Regions from separate parts of the Mus musculus genome. Here regions 2, 3 and 4 are each linked to region 1. The links are chromatin contacts, called in public promoter capture Hi-C maps. All regions are on one chromosome and are shown on one strand. The core of a region is the stretch at or near the end of the contact, and the rest is flanking DNA. Distances in the headings are between cores, read along the strand shown.

Region 1 (2,793 bases), core at 234-2,733:
CAGTGTCTCACCGAGTCCAAATTCTGCCAAGGCTACCATTAAGCGTCCCATCTTCCTTCCCACCATCAAAAGCAGAGGAAAGGTAAAACCAGCAAGCATTATGGCCATTTTAAAGTTCATCGGTGGGGACTCTATTTATTTAAGTAGTTTATTCCTAGTGTGATACTGAAACTCGGGGAAAGAAAGACACCTCCTCAGTTCCTGTCTCTCCACTCAACCACAATACACAGCATCAAACTGTTAGTCAGTAGATCAGAAACCAGAGATCTACCCTACCCCAGCATTCAGCCCCATGTCCACCACATCAGAGAGAGTCAGCACATATGGAATAATGAAAAGAAGCCATGAAGAACAACAGGAAAGCACAAGGCCCTTTGTATGATCAACATAGAGAGGAGCATTGAAGACTAAGACAGATAAGAACTTTTAGCATTATGTCTTCCTTATACAAGGTGAGTCTCTCCTATGAGCAATCTTTACAGCATTTTTGCATTTAGGATTGCTTAGAAAGGGATAGTCAACTTATACTTAAGAATAAAAATAACAGGCCAGTATGTTTTTCAGTGTTGCTGAGTCAAGGAGCAAGCTGTAAATCTGCGACTATACAGTCACTTTGGAATTTAAAATAAGAGGGCTGGAGATGTAGCTGAACTAGCAGGATGCTTGCCTAGAATGCATGAAGCCCTGGGTTTGAGCCTAGCCTAGCCTAGCCTAGCCTAGCCTAGCACGTATGGGCGCAGCAGCACACGATGTAATACCAGCACTTGGGAGGTAGTGGCTGGAGAATCAAGATGTCAAGGTCATTTCTGGTTACCCCAAAAGTTCAAGGCCAGCCTGGGCTACATAAGACCTGCCTCAAAAATAAACAGCCAAGCCAGGCATAGTGGTTCATGTCTTTAATCCCAGCACTTGGGAGACAGAGACAGAGGGATCTCTAAGTTTGAGGCCAACCTGGTGAGTTCCAGGACAGCCAGGGCGACCCAGAGAAACCTTGTCTCAAAACAACAACAACAAAAACCCCAACTAAACAACAGCAAAAACCCTAAGAATTTAAAAGAAAAAGAGCAGCCATCTACCACACTGGAACTCACTCACCTGGGCTAGTTATGTAAGTGTGCTGCAGTAGAGGGATTAGGCTTCGAAGTCGGTGGGTGCTTATGCAGAATCCACCTCTCTCTTAAGAGCTGTGCCATTTTGAGGGTACTTAATGTCTCAGGGCATTCATTGTGGGGAAGGGGGAGATAGTAAAAACTATCTCAAAATTCTCAAGAGAATATACACAGTGCTTGGCCTGGCAGTGACACAGTAAGGGACTCGATGAACACTTACTATTAATAAGATTGCAAGTGTTCAAGGTCGTCTGCCTCAGTACAAAGGCCTTGGCTGTGCCTTCCTGACGCTCTGTGCAGCTTATGTCCACTGCTTCCTCCCCGGGGCATGTTCTCCTTACACAGCTTATTGGGTCATAACACTTTAGAAAATGTCCTTCGCCCCAACAAGTGGATGTTCCATAACAGTCATGCATCAGCGAAACCGCTTCTGTCCCACTGGCTAACTCAGTCATAAATGAGGAAACTGTGACACCCACAGAAAAAGTCAGCACGCCACAGTGCAGCTTCCTGAGCAGAGTCGAGCCTACCCCACTCACTCTGGGGGAGGGGGGGGATAGGGGATGTGGGGAGGGGGAGGGGGCATGCAGGAAAACCGTCAGCATACCTTCAGCTTCAGGTAGTTTATTTCATTGTGTGGCTCACAAACAATCTGCTCCAAACCTTTGGATTCAACTTTCATCAAATAAAGCAACCATTTGCCATTGCTAATCTCCTTGGGCCACTGTATATTCAAGGTTGCTGTGCCGAGGTTTTTAAGAGGCTTGCCTAAGTTAATCACCTGTCGGAAAACAACGTATATCGATATAATATCATCCTTTTATGGCAAAATTAAGTAGCACATCCTATTGCCCATAGGCTAAATTCCCAGCATAAACCTACAAGGAAGCACAAATCCCACAAACGGATCAGGAACAGAGCTTGCGAAATAGTCAGTAGTAATTAGAAGATTTTTGTCATAAAAATAGAAGGGGAAAATGGTCAAAGAGGAAGGATTGCCTGCTCAATCCACAAGTAACTACCTTATGCAGTTATGGCATGTTCCCGTCAGCACAGGCAAAGTCCCGGGCTTGTTTGTGGATTGTTCAGTGAGCACCCTGCCTGGCAGATGGCAAAGCCTCTGCTATGGCCCAGGCACCCATATCCTGCTTCTGGAAAACCTCCCTACTGTGAAAATGAAGCTGCCTCTGCCATCAGCCACACAGGAAAGGTTATGGAGAACTGCATGACAGCTCAGAGCCAGTGCTGGGGTCAGAGTAGCTTTCTACAACAGAGGCCCAGAGTGAGAGGGCAGAGTGGCCTACCTGCACTACTGAGCACAGTTCCGATCCCCATCTTCCTGACTGCATAGCGCTCAGGTCAGCCAGCCTTCCTGGGGAGACCTTGCCTCTTTAGAGTGCTGGCTTAGGGCCACGGCCACTCTTGCCATTTCAGGCTTTAAGCTCAATGCTCACCGGCATTTAGGAACTCATTTGCACTATGCAGACCCAAATCCATACGAGGCATAAGGCAGACACCACAGTCCATGTCCAGTTTGTTAAGCTGGACCCAAAGTCACTGTGGTTGCCCACTCTGAGCCTATCACCCATCTGCCTCCTTTGCTGGCAAATACCAAGTCTACTTTCACCACTAAAAAATTGGGCTTGGTGAGAGGGAAGTAAACGAGAGTATTCCTTCAGCCAAG
Region 2 (2,700 bases), core at 25-2,524, 190 kb before region 1:
GCCAGGGTTACATGTCACAATGTACGATCATGGTCCACTGAAACCTGGCCTGCGCAGATGATCTGGGGACATGAGCTGTGTCTGTGATGAACTCATGGAAAATGAAAAATTATCCTGTGATTCTGAAGAGTTATCAGACCTGTTAGCTATTCAGAATTTATTCATTTCTGTGTCATTGAGTCAAGAGTTAACAATCTTATTTGTGTTAGGTTATCTTTACGTGTATAGGTAGACTCAGAAGCATAAGTTCTTTAAAAGCTGATGTTTTTACAGGGTTCATTTCCAGCCTATACTTGCCACTAGGTTTCAAAGCTCTTGCATTTTGCTTCCTGAGCTTGAATTTGCTCCTGGAATTTATTGAGTTCTCTAAGCGTTTTTAAGTAATCAAATCAAATGGAACCCAATTTCAGAGTCTGTCAAGGCATCCAACTGCACGTGTGTCAAAAGGATTTACTGCCAAGCAGGAAGGCAAGATACTTCTAAGTCAAATGTGTTTTCTGGCAAGCGGCAACGGCAAGGCCGGTTCCTTTCAGAGCGTGTCCCTGGAATCGGCTTGTCGGGCAGCCGATGGACATCAGGCAAGCTCGCTGGGGCTGGCTTGCAGAGCACGGCCTGGCACGGGCATTTCTAACCAGTGCAGAGCTGAACTGGCCAGCACTGTGTCACCCGGACAAAGAATACTCAACAACAAAACTACATGTAGGGTGAGTTGTGCAGAATGCCAAGTCAACTAAATATCCATTCCTAATGAATAGCTCAGCCCCAGCCAGAGCTCCGGCGGGAGTCAGCAGTGACACCATCTGCAACCAGCTTGCCACCTTTTACGTTTTCTGGGCTTCGTAAAACTGTTCAGAAATGTGTTCAAGTAGTGTCTCCCAAAAATGGTGATGTCACTGAAAGGAAAGCGAACAGAGTGTGTGGCCAAGTGAAAGAATCAGGGAGAGGAAGCGGGGGAGAGGGAGGGAGGGAGGGAAGGAAACACACAGAGGGGGGGGAGCGAAAGAGGGAGAGAGGGAGGGAAGGAGGGTGGGGAGAAAGGGAGAGAGAGCTGTACTTCAAATTTAATAATCAAAACTGCAATGAACAAAGGCATCTGTGTTGTAAAAGCAAAGGCAGGGATGACTAAAGGTTTTCTATTTGACCTTAGAGAGAAAAACAGCAAGAGGTCTTTTTTTCAAAACCAGAGTAAAAATTGCCAGATAATGGCACAATGACAGATGAGGGGGTGGAATGAAGTGGAGACCAAGGCCAAGTGCAGCCCAGAATCTCTGCTCCAGTGAAATGGCTGAACAAAATTTAAACTCCTGCAGTTTCAAAATACTGGGCTGCAGTTCCTGGTTTTCATGTTCTAACACTGCCCTCTTGTGACCATTGCTAGCATTGCAGGTATGGGAGCCAACAGCTCTCCAGTCTAGGCAATCAACTTTTTATTAGTTAGCAGAAAACACCGGGACCCTGCTCATTCAAAGCTTTGTACTAAGTGCTTTATATACAGCGAGTAGGACCCACTAGCCTCAGTTCATAGCGTATCTAACTGTGCATAGCCATACCCAACCCAGCTGCTGGGTTTGTATCAAATAAAGATAACAGTGAGTGTTACAGGCTTTAGTGACATCATAAAGCACCATTCTCTATTTTGAAACATGAAAGTCAGTCAGTCTTTAGGAATTGATATGATTGGAGATTTCCCTTAGTTTAGGTGTTTCCAGAATTGCTAAAAAAGCATACATGTTTCTAGGATTTAAATATTTGTTATACCATAAATTCTCCTCACCTATAAAATCTGCAGGGAAAAGCAAGGCCTTGTGTACACACACACACACACACACACACACACACACACACACAGAGAGAGAGAGAGAGAGAGAGAGTTGAGTGCTGTTGTCTAATATAGTAGGTATATATGCCTACTTTAAGGTTTACTATCATCATCATAATCACCACCACCATCATCATCACTATTGCTATTATTTGTGTGTATTGTTTTGAGGGTAAGATGTCCCTGGAGATGCAGACAAAGTGTCACTGGGGAACTGGAGAGACTACTCCTAAACAAGATGCCTGTTGCCAAGCAGAAACCTACATGAACATGTCATGTCGGACACCATTAGACATGGATGCTGCCTGTAGGCACACCCCCTTGTTGGCTGGTCAAAGTTCTGTAAGATAGCAAAAAGAAGGGCCAAGGCCAGAAGGCTGTCTGAGAAGCTGGGAGACATGTCTCTGATGTGAGTGCACATTGCAGCGAGCTTGGTGGTGAGGAAAAATAAGCATGGAATAAAAACACGAAGATAGGCGTGAGGGTTTGCAGGTCTCTAAAAGCTCCAGGGCACAAGGAGTTGCGGCTCTGCATTTCCCAGGATGCTGAGGACAAACACGGTTGTTACAAAGTAGCAATGCGGGAACTGGGAACAAGAGCATCAGGTCTTGGGGAAGGTCTCTTGGTGGGAGGTGCTCCTGCTATCCAGAGGCTTACTCTCTCCCAGTCAGGTTGCTCTGGAAGCCTTCAGCTTGGGGGGTCTTAGCTGCCCAGAAATCAAGGCCACATAAGCAGGATGTGGCTCTGGGGTCCATCAGAAGTAGGAAGAATGTAACTGCTTGAGAAATGAGCTATGCAGATCTCAATGGGATTTTGTGTCATTTGGAGACAGAGGTATGTGCGTTTCTGAGTTTGAGGCCAGCCTTGTCTTCTATACAGTA
Region 3 (2,904 bases), core at 142-2,641, 220 kb after region 1:
CACTTAGACTCATACTTAGACTCATAGCCAACGTCTCATATTTTGCCTGGGACCCCTAATGTAGCACCACTCCCATAAAAACCCAGCCAGATAGTGTAGGTTAGAAACTCACAGGAGTGATGACTGAATTTACCCAAGCCAGCTCCAAAGTAAGACCCAGAGGCTCTGTGCTGTTTGATTGTTGTTGTTGTTGTATGTATCTTTTGACACAATATTTAGAAAATATCTCCACCACTCTGGACTGTAGGCAGATCTATAGGGCTTTTTTTTTTTTTTTAACTGATGTGGGAGGGCCCAGCCCACTGTGAGTAGTATCACCCCTGTACAGATGTTCCTAAATTGTATTTAAAAAGCAAGCTAAAAAAGCCAGAAGGTGCTAGAGAGATGGCTCAGCGGTTAAGAGCACTGACTGCTCTTCCAGAGGTCCTGAGTTCAATTCCCAGCAACCACATTGTGGCTCAAACCATCTGGAATGGGATCAGATGCCCTCTTCTGGTGGGTCTGAAGACAGCGATAGGGTACTCATATACAATAAATAAATAAGCAAACAAGTAAGTAAATAAGTAAATAAATAAATCTTTGCAGGGGGAGGGGGGAAGGGGTAGGGGATTTTCGGAGGGGAGACTAGGAAAGGGGATAACATTTGAAATGTAAATAAAGAAAATATCTAAGAAAGGAAAAGAAAAAGAAAAAAGAAAGCCAGAAGGACCAAATCAGTAAACATCACTCCTCCACGGCTTCTGCTTCAGTTCCTGCCTCTAGGTTCCTGCTCTGACTCCCTCCATGGACTGATCCCAGAGATGTAAACTGAACAAATCCCTCTCATCCCCAAGCTGCTTCTGGTCACAACCTATTGGAACCTGATGGGAATGTCCCCCCAGGACAGGCTAGAGCTGGACAGCCATGACCCGGAAGTGAACTAACAACAACTGGTGTATCCAAGCTGCACTGGTCTCAGCGGCTGCAGCCCTTCAAGTCTCAGCTGCAATTCACAGTCTGTGCCCTGTCATATCCTCCTCTGCCTGAGGCAGGAAACTCCTTCCTGCTCCCACCCACCCTGACATCTATTTTTAACAAAGAAACTAAGGATCTCCCTCATTTGAGAGACCAGGGTTGGGGGTGGAGGGGGGTGGGGGGAATGGCAGTTACATAGCCTCACCAAAAAAAAAAAAAAAAAAAAAAACACCAAAAAACAACCAACTGGATGCAGGAACAAGTTCACACTGGTAAACACCAGCCCTGGCCAATGCGTTCATTTTTCAAGTGTGAGCATGTTTTGAAGTCCAGATGCCATTTCAAAATGAGAATCTGAGAGAGCAGCCAGTGGGCTCTCCTGGCACTGAGTTCTTTTCCTCCTTCCCTGCTCTACAGAGAAGCAAATGTCACCGTTCTCATTTCCCCTTCTGTGGGAGTTGGTTCCACTGTTCTGACCAGAAAAGCAATAACCTTAGCCAGCAAGTTCCTCAGGCATTTCTGAAGCCAAACTCTGTGACCTCTCCTACCTGGCTCCCAGCTCTAAGTTATCAATGTAACACACACACACATTCGAACACGCACAGAGAGCCAAACCCACGTTTCTAAGAACTTAGCCCAGCAGTCTGACTCCAGCTTCCTGTAGACAAGTCGAAAGCCCCAGTCTACCCCACACATTCGAGGTGGGCCCCCTCCTCCAGTTTTGTAATCACCTGGTTTAGCCAGTCTGAGCTCTAGGGATCAGAGAAGGGGTTTGGCACCTTGGATAACCCCGAGCGCAATTGCTGTAGCTCTCAGCTATACCCAGGACCAGTGATTCTCACAGAGAAAGCCTTCCTTCCCTCACAAAAGGAAGCCAAATACAGAATGCCCAGAAAGATGTTTCACGTGTATCTAATAGTATGCCAATTAATGTTTTCGAATTGAATACTGTAAGCAACAGGTACGAAATACCTATTGTTTGTCCATTACAGAAGAAAAGCTCCATTCTTGGAAGTGACATGAGTCAGTCTTCCACATTTCATAGTTGCAATGATGGCCAATGATCGAGAGCCTGCTGACACCAGGCACTGTGCTAAACAGCTTACACACAGTGTACTGCTCGCTCCTGAGCCACCCCACCAGGTCAGATCGGAAAACTGAGGAATGCCCACCTGAAGAGCAGGATCTAAGCACGCTGACTCCAGGATCAAACCTGCGATCACACCACGTTTGTCTACTCATTGGCACGGCCTTGCGTGCCTTTCTCCTCGCTTTAGATGACACTGGCCTCTGGCCTCCCACAAAAAACCGAGACCATGCTGAGAATTAGGAAAAGCACTGTAAAGTCAAAGCTATTATTACCTTGCCATTTCCAACAGTCTGTAGAAGGTATGCATGATGTGAGTGTTGGAAGGCCAACACTAATAAAATCCTGTCTTGATAGAGTTCGTTCTCGTCAAGTCCTTTGCCAAATGAAGGAAACTTTCCATTTAAGCATGGGAAAAAAACATGTTACATACACACACACACACACACACACAACTGGCAGCCACTGAAAGAACCAATCTGAGACACCACTAAATCAGTGTGTTGGACCAACTAAGTGCTAAGCCAGTGCCATCTGCTGCTGGGAGACTCTAAAGAATGTCCATCCTCCACTAGTGTATCCTCCCTCTGACGTGAATGTGTTTCTCAAGACTTTGTGTGTTGAAATGGAATGACCTCTATGCGGGGTAGACTTTACAGGTTGATCCAGCAGTAGTGGTTAGAGTTGGTGGAGAAGAGGGATCTTTGGAAGATATTTAGAATGAATATGAATGAATGAAGAACATCACTGAGAATAAACTTCTATGAGTGAAGCCTGCAGCTTGCTCTCTCTCTCTCTCTTTCACACACACACACACACACACACACACACACACACACACACACACGACTGATTCTGTGAGA
Region 4 (2,743 bases), core at 161-2,660, 170 kb after region 1:
ATGTGTCAACTTGACACAGGCTGAAGTTATCACCCAGAAAGGACCTTCAGCTGGGGAAATGCCTCCATGAGATCCAGCTGTAAGGCATTTTCTTAATTAGTGATCAAGGGGGGAGGGCCCCTTGTGGGTGGGACCATCTCTGGGCTGGTAGTCTTGGGTTCTATAAGAAAGCAGGCTGAGCAAGCCAGGGGAAGCAAGCCAGTAATGAACATCCCTCCATGGCCTCTGTATCAGCTCCTGCTTCCTGACCTGCTTGAGTTCCAGTCCTGACTTCCTTTGGTGATGAACAACAACTTGGAAGTGTAAGCTGAATAAACCCTTTCCTCCCCAACTTGCTTCTTGGTCATGATGTTTGTGCAGGAATAAAAACCCTGACTAAGACAGTTGGTTATCCCAGGTATTTGGTTACACACGTGTTACAGCTCAGGGCCTGTAACAAATGAATAATAGCCCAACCCCAGGGTCCCAGTCAGCCTCTTTGGGGAGGTGGAACTTGGATAGTGTGACAGCACTTATCCCATGACACCACAGGAGCTGGGGCAGGGCTTTAGGGAAGTGAGACACCGCTCAGGGGGTGGGAAAGCACAGTCTGGGATGTGGGAAACCTGGAGAGGGTTTGGGGCCCTCAGACCTGTGATGAGGCTGGGACCATGAGGTTCTCTGACTCTTGGACATCCAGGCACACTGAGAGTCACAGAAGAGCCAAGAACTGAGTTGAGAGCTGGAGGGCTGGGTCAGCATCTAGCCCAGACCTGAGGAAGGGGAGCTCTGCCTTGTTCCAGTGGTGATTGTCCTTAGCTTGGTGGAGGCAGGCTGGAAGCGCAGAGAGGCCTTCTACGGGAGAATTAAACTGCAGCTCTGTAGGTGGAGGCCTTCTTGGCTCCCCGCAGCCGGTCTTGATGAAAGACTCAGTCTACGGTTCTAAACTGTTTATTGACTGTTCATGGTGGAAAATTGGATGCATACTTAGCTGTACCCCTTCTCAGGGTGGACACGAGATTAAATACCTTTTGCAGGGAGAAATGTCTGGGAAGGGAAGTTTATTGGCTAAGCCCTCCAGGCCTCTAGGTACCTCATTAGCATGGAGAACTATGTGACCTATGGTGGGGAATATGGCACGTGTTCCAGGCCAGGAATTTGGCAGGGAGCTAGAAGTCGCCTAAGTCTCAGATGTGTGCCTACCAAGTTTCCGGGTCTCAACCTGCTCTACCTTACCAAGCTTCTGGGCATGCTTTTACCATCCCACAGGCCCCTCCCCATCCCCCCAAGAGGTACCAGGTCACCTAGGATGAAGTAGCCATGAGGACAGTGTCCCCAAGGGCCCATGTTATGCTGCTGGCCCAGGCAGGGCAGGGGAGGGGCTGGACTGTATTCCACCCCTCCCTGATAGAGGCAGGCAGGAGCTTGTGTAGTCCGCCCCGTGTGGGTCCAGGGTCCTACCCCACGTGTTTTCCCTTTCCTCACAGAGCTGCTTCCTTGGCAGCTCCGAGGAGGAAACCCCTGAGTAAACAGAGAACGCAATGTCGGCCCTGAGGTCTCTCCGAGCTGCACCCCAGGGACACAGCCCGGGGTCAGGCCTACATCCGGTCCTCATCCAGTCTCCAGTCAACCGCCGTGTTGTCTCCCTGGCATATTTCTTCTGACTGCATTTGCTCAGTCCTTGAAGGAAAAGCCGATGTCTTCAAACAGCAGAGCAGAGGAATTCTGAGGCAGATGTCCACCAAAGGCCAGAGCCCTCTGCCCTCCCTGCCGGAGAGGCCCTCCGCAGCCACGGAACAATGGCTGCAGTCACTCAGAGCACCCCACAGACTTCCAGGTTGGCTCCTTTTCAGCATCTGTGCTATTCAGAAGCCTCATTTTGTGTGATGGGTGTGGAGGAAACCAGAAGTAGCTGGCAGGAGACCCCCTAGACAGAAATGCTATTACCCTCTTTTTATAGATAGGGAAGTAAAGGTTTGGAGGTCACATAGCTAAGAACTGGTATTTAACCATTACCCTCTGTCCATATCAGGCTATTTAGGGTGCGTGGGGCTGGACCACAGACCAGGTCTACCAGCTGGAAAGCAAAGGCACTCTAACGATTCCCAAGTTCAAGGGCTTGTTTAAGAAATACTTGGCTTCTCTTTAGGAGCGGATCAAAGAAAGTAGTTTTTGGAAATATCAAAACACCACATCCTTTGACACTATTATTGCTGCTATTTTTAGTCCACATACCTAAGACTCAGTAGCAGTCTCTCCCATTTACAAGTTCATTCATAGGCAATTTATTCAATCTCTCACACGCCTCAAGTTTCCCATCCATGAAATGGGAAGAATATGAGCCCCTCTATCACAGGACGGTTAGGATTAACTCTTGAGTTATCATGCAAGCCTCTATATGGTGCCGAGCACTGTGTATCATAGATGATATCACTATCTGCATCCTTAGCCAGGTCTGCCACCTCCCCCCATCTCTCTTACTCTTTGTTTTTGTTTTTACCATTAATGACACCTTTATTTCAGAGCTCATTGCTTCAGACATGGGTGGGAATTGTGACTTCTTATTGCTGAGTCTCCTTTTAAAAGTCTTATTTTTTTATTATTATTTTATGCATACAAGTGTTTGCTTGCCTGCATGCATGGAAGTTTACCACATGTATACAGAGACCACAGAGGTCAGAGAAGGTGCCAGACTCCCTGGAACTGGGGTTTACATAGTTGTGAGCCATTTTGCGGGTCCTGGGAACCGAATCCAGACACTCTG

Evidence for each region. Capture Hi-C pulls out chosen DNA fragments and counts their contacts.
Region 2: a contact with region 1 is called in a promoter capture Hi-C map of adipose tissue. The contact joins two enhancer-like sites. A contact is called at or near these places in 1 of 15 datasets of contacts at CTCF or cohesin (large pre-B cells), 15 of 484 Hi-C or Micro-C datasets (the G1E-ER4 cell line, the HL-1 cell line, Th1 cells and 9 more) and 2 of 9 other capture datasets (adipose tissue and embryonic stem cells).
Region 3: a contact with region 1 is called in a promoter capture Hi-C map of adipose tissue. The contact joins two enhancer-like sites. A contact is called at or near these places in 1 of 484 Hi-C or Micro-C datasets (bone marrow-derived macrophages), 9 of 115 datasets of contacts at active chromatin or transcription factors (bone marrow-derived macrophages, craniofacial prominence, embryonic basal ganglia and 4 more) and 4 of 9 other capture datasets (adipose tissue, embryonic stem cells, liver and 1 more).
Region 4: a contact with region 1 is called in a promoter capture Hi-C map of adipose tissue. The contact joins two enhancer-like sites. A contact is called at or near these places in 1 of 115 datasets of contacts at active chromatin or transcription factors (double positive thymocytes) and 1 of 9 other capture datasets (adipose tissue).

The regions. Positions count from the first base shown.
Region 1 is chr2:71,842,226-71,845,018 of GRCm38.p6, reverse strand. Itga6 (integrin alpha 6) reads right to left here. Exons shown (of 26, transcript NM_008397.4): 20 at 1,717-1,890. Among named protein-coding and RNA genes, the nearest start is that of Pdk1, 30 kb to the left of the region's middle. Within about 2 kb of position 1,483, at least 52 of the 459 cell types and tissues checked have an H3K27ac peak or open chromatin away from gene starts, as enhancers often do. A contact at or near this core is called in adipose tissue, bone marrow-derived macrophages and microglia, where this site is marked.
Region 2 is chr2:72,037,020-72,039,719 of GRCm38.p6, reverse strand. The region is part of intron 3 of Rapgef4 (Rap guanine nucleotide exchange factor (GEF) 4); the gene reads right to left. Among named protein-coding and RNA genes, the nearest start is that of Gm29940, 17 kb to the left of the region's middle. Within about 2 kb of position 1,274, at least 83 of the 459 cell types and tissues checked have an H3K27ac peak or open chromatin away from gene starts, as enhancers often do. A contact at or near this core is called in adipose tissue, where this site is marked.
Region 3 is chr2:71,621,393-71,624,296 of GRCm38.p6, reverse strand. No RefSeq gene overlaps it. Among named protein-coding and RNA genes, the nearest start is that of Gm36857, 32 kb to the right of the region's middle. Within about 2 kb of position 1,391, at least 29 of the 459 cell types and tissues checked have an H3K27ac peak or open chromatin away from gene starts, as enhancers often do. A contact at or near this core is called in adipose tissue, bone marrow-derived macrophages and microglia, where this site is marked.
Region 4 is chr2:71,672,183-71,674,925 of GRCm38.p6, reverse strand. No RefSeq gene overlaps it. Among named protein-coding and RNA genes, the nearest start is that of Gm36909, 18 kb to the right of the region's middle. Within about 2 kb of position 1,410, at least 40 of the 459 cell types and tissues checked have an H3K27ac peak or open chromatin away from gene starts, as enhancers often do. A contact at or near this core is called in adipose tissue, where this site is marked.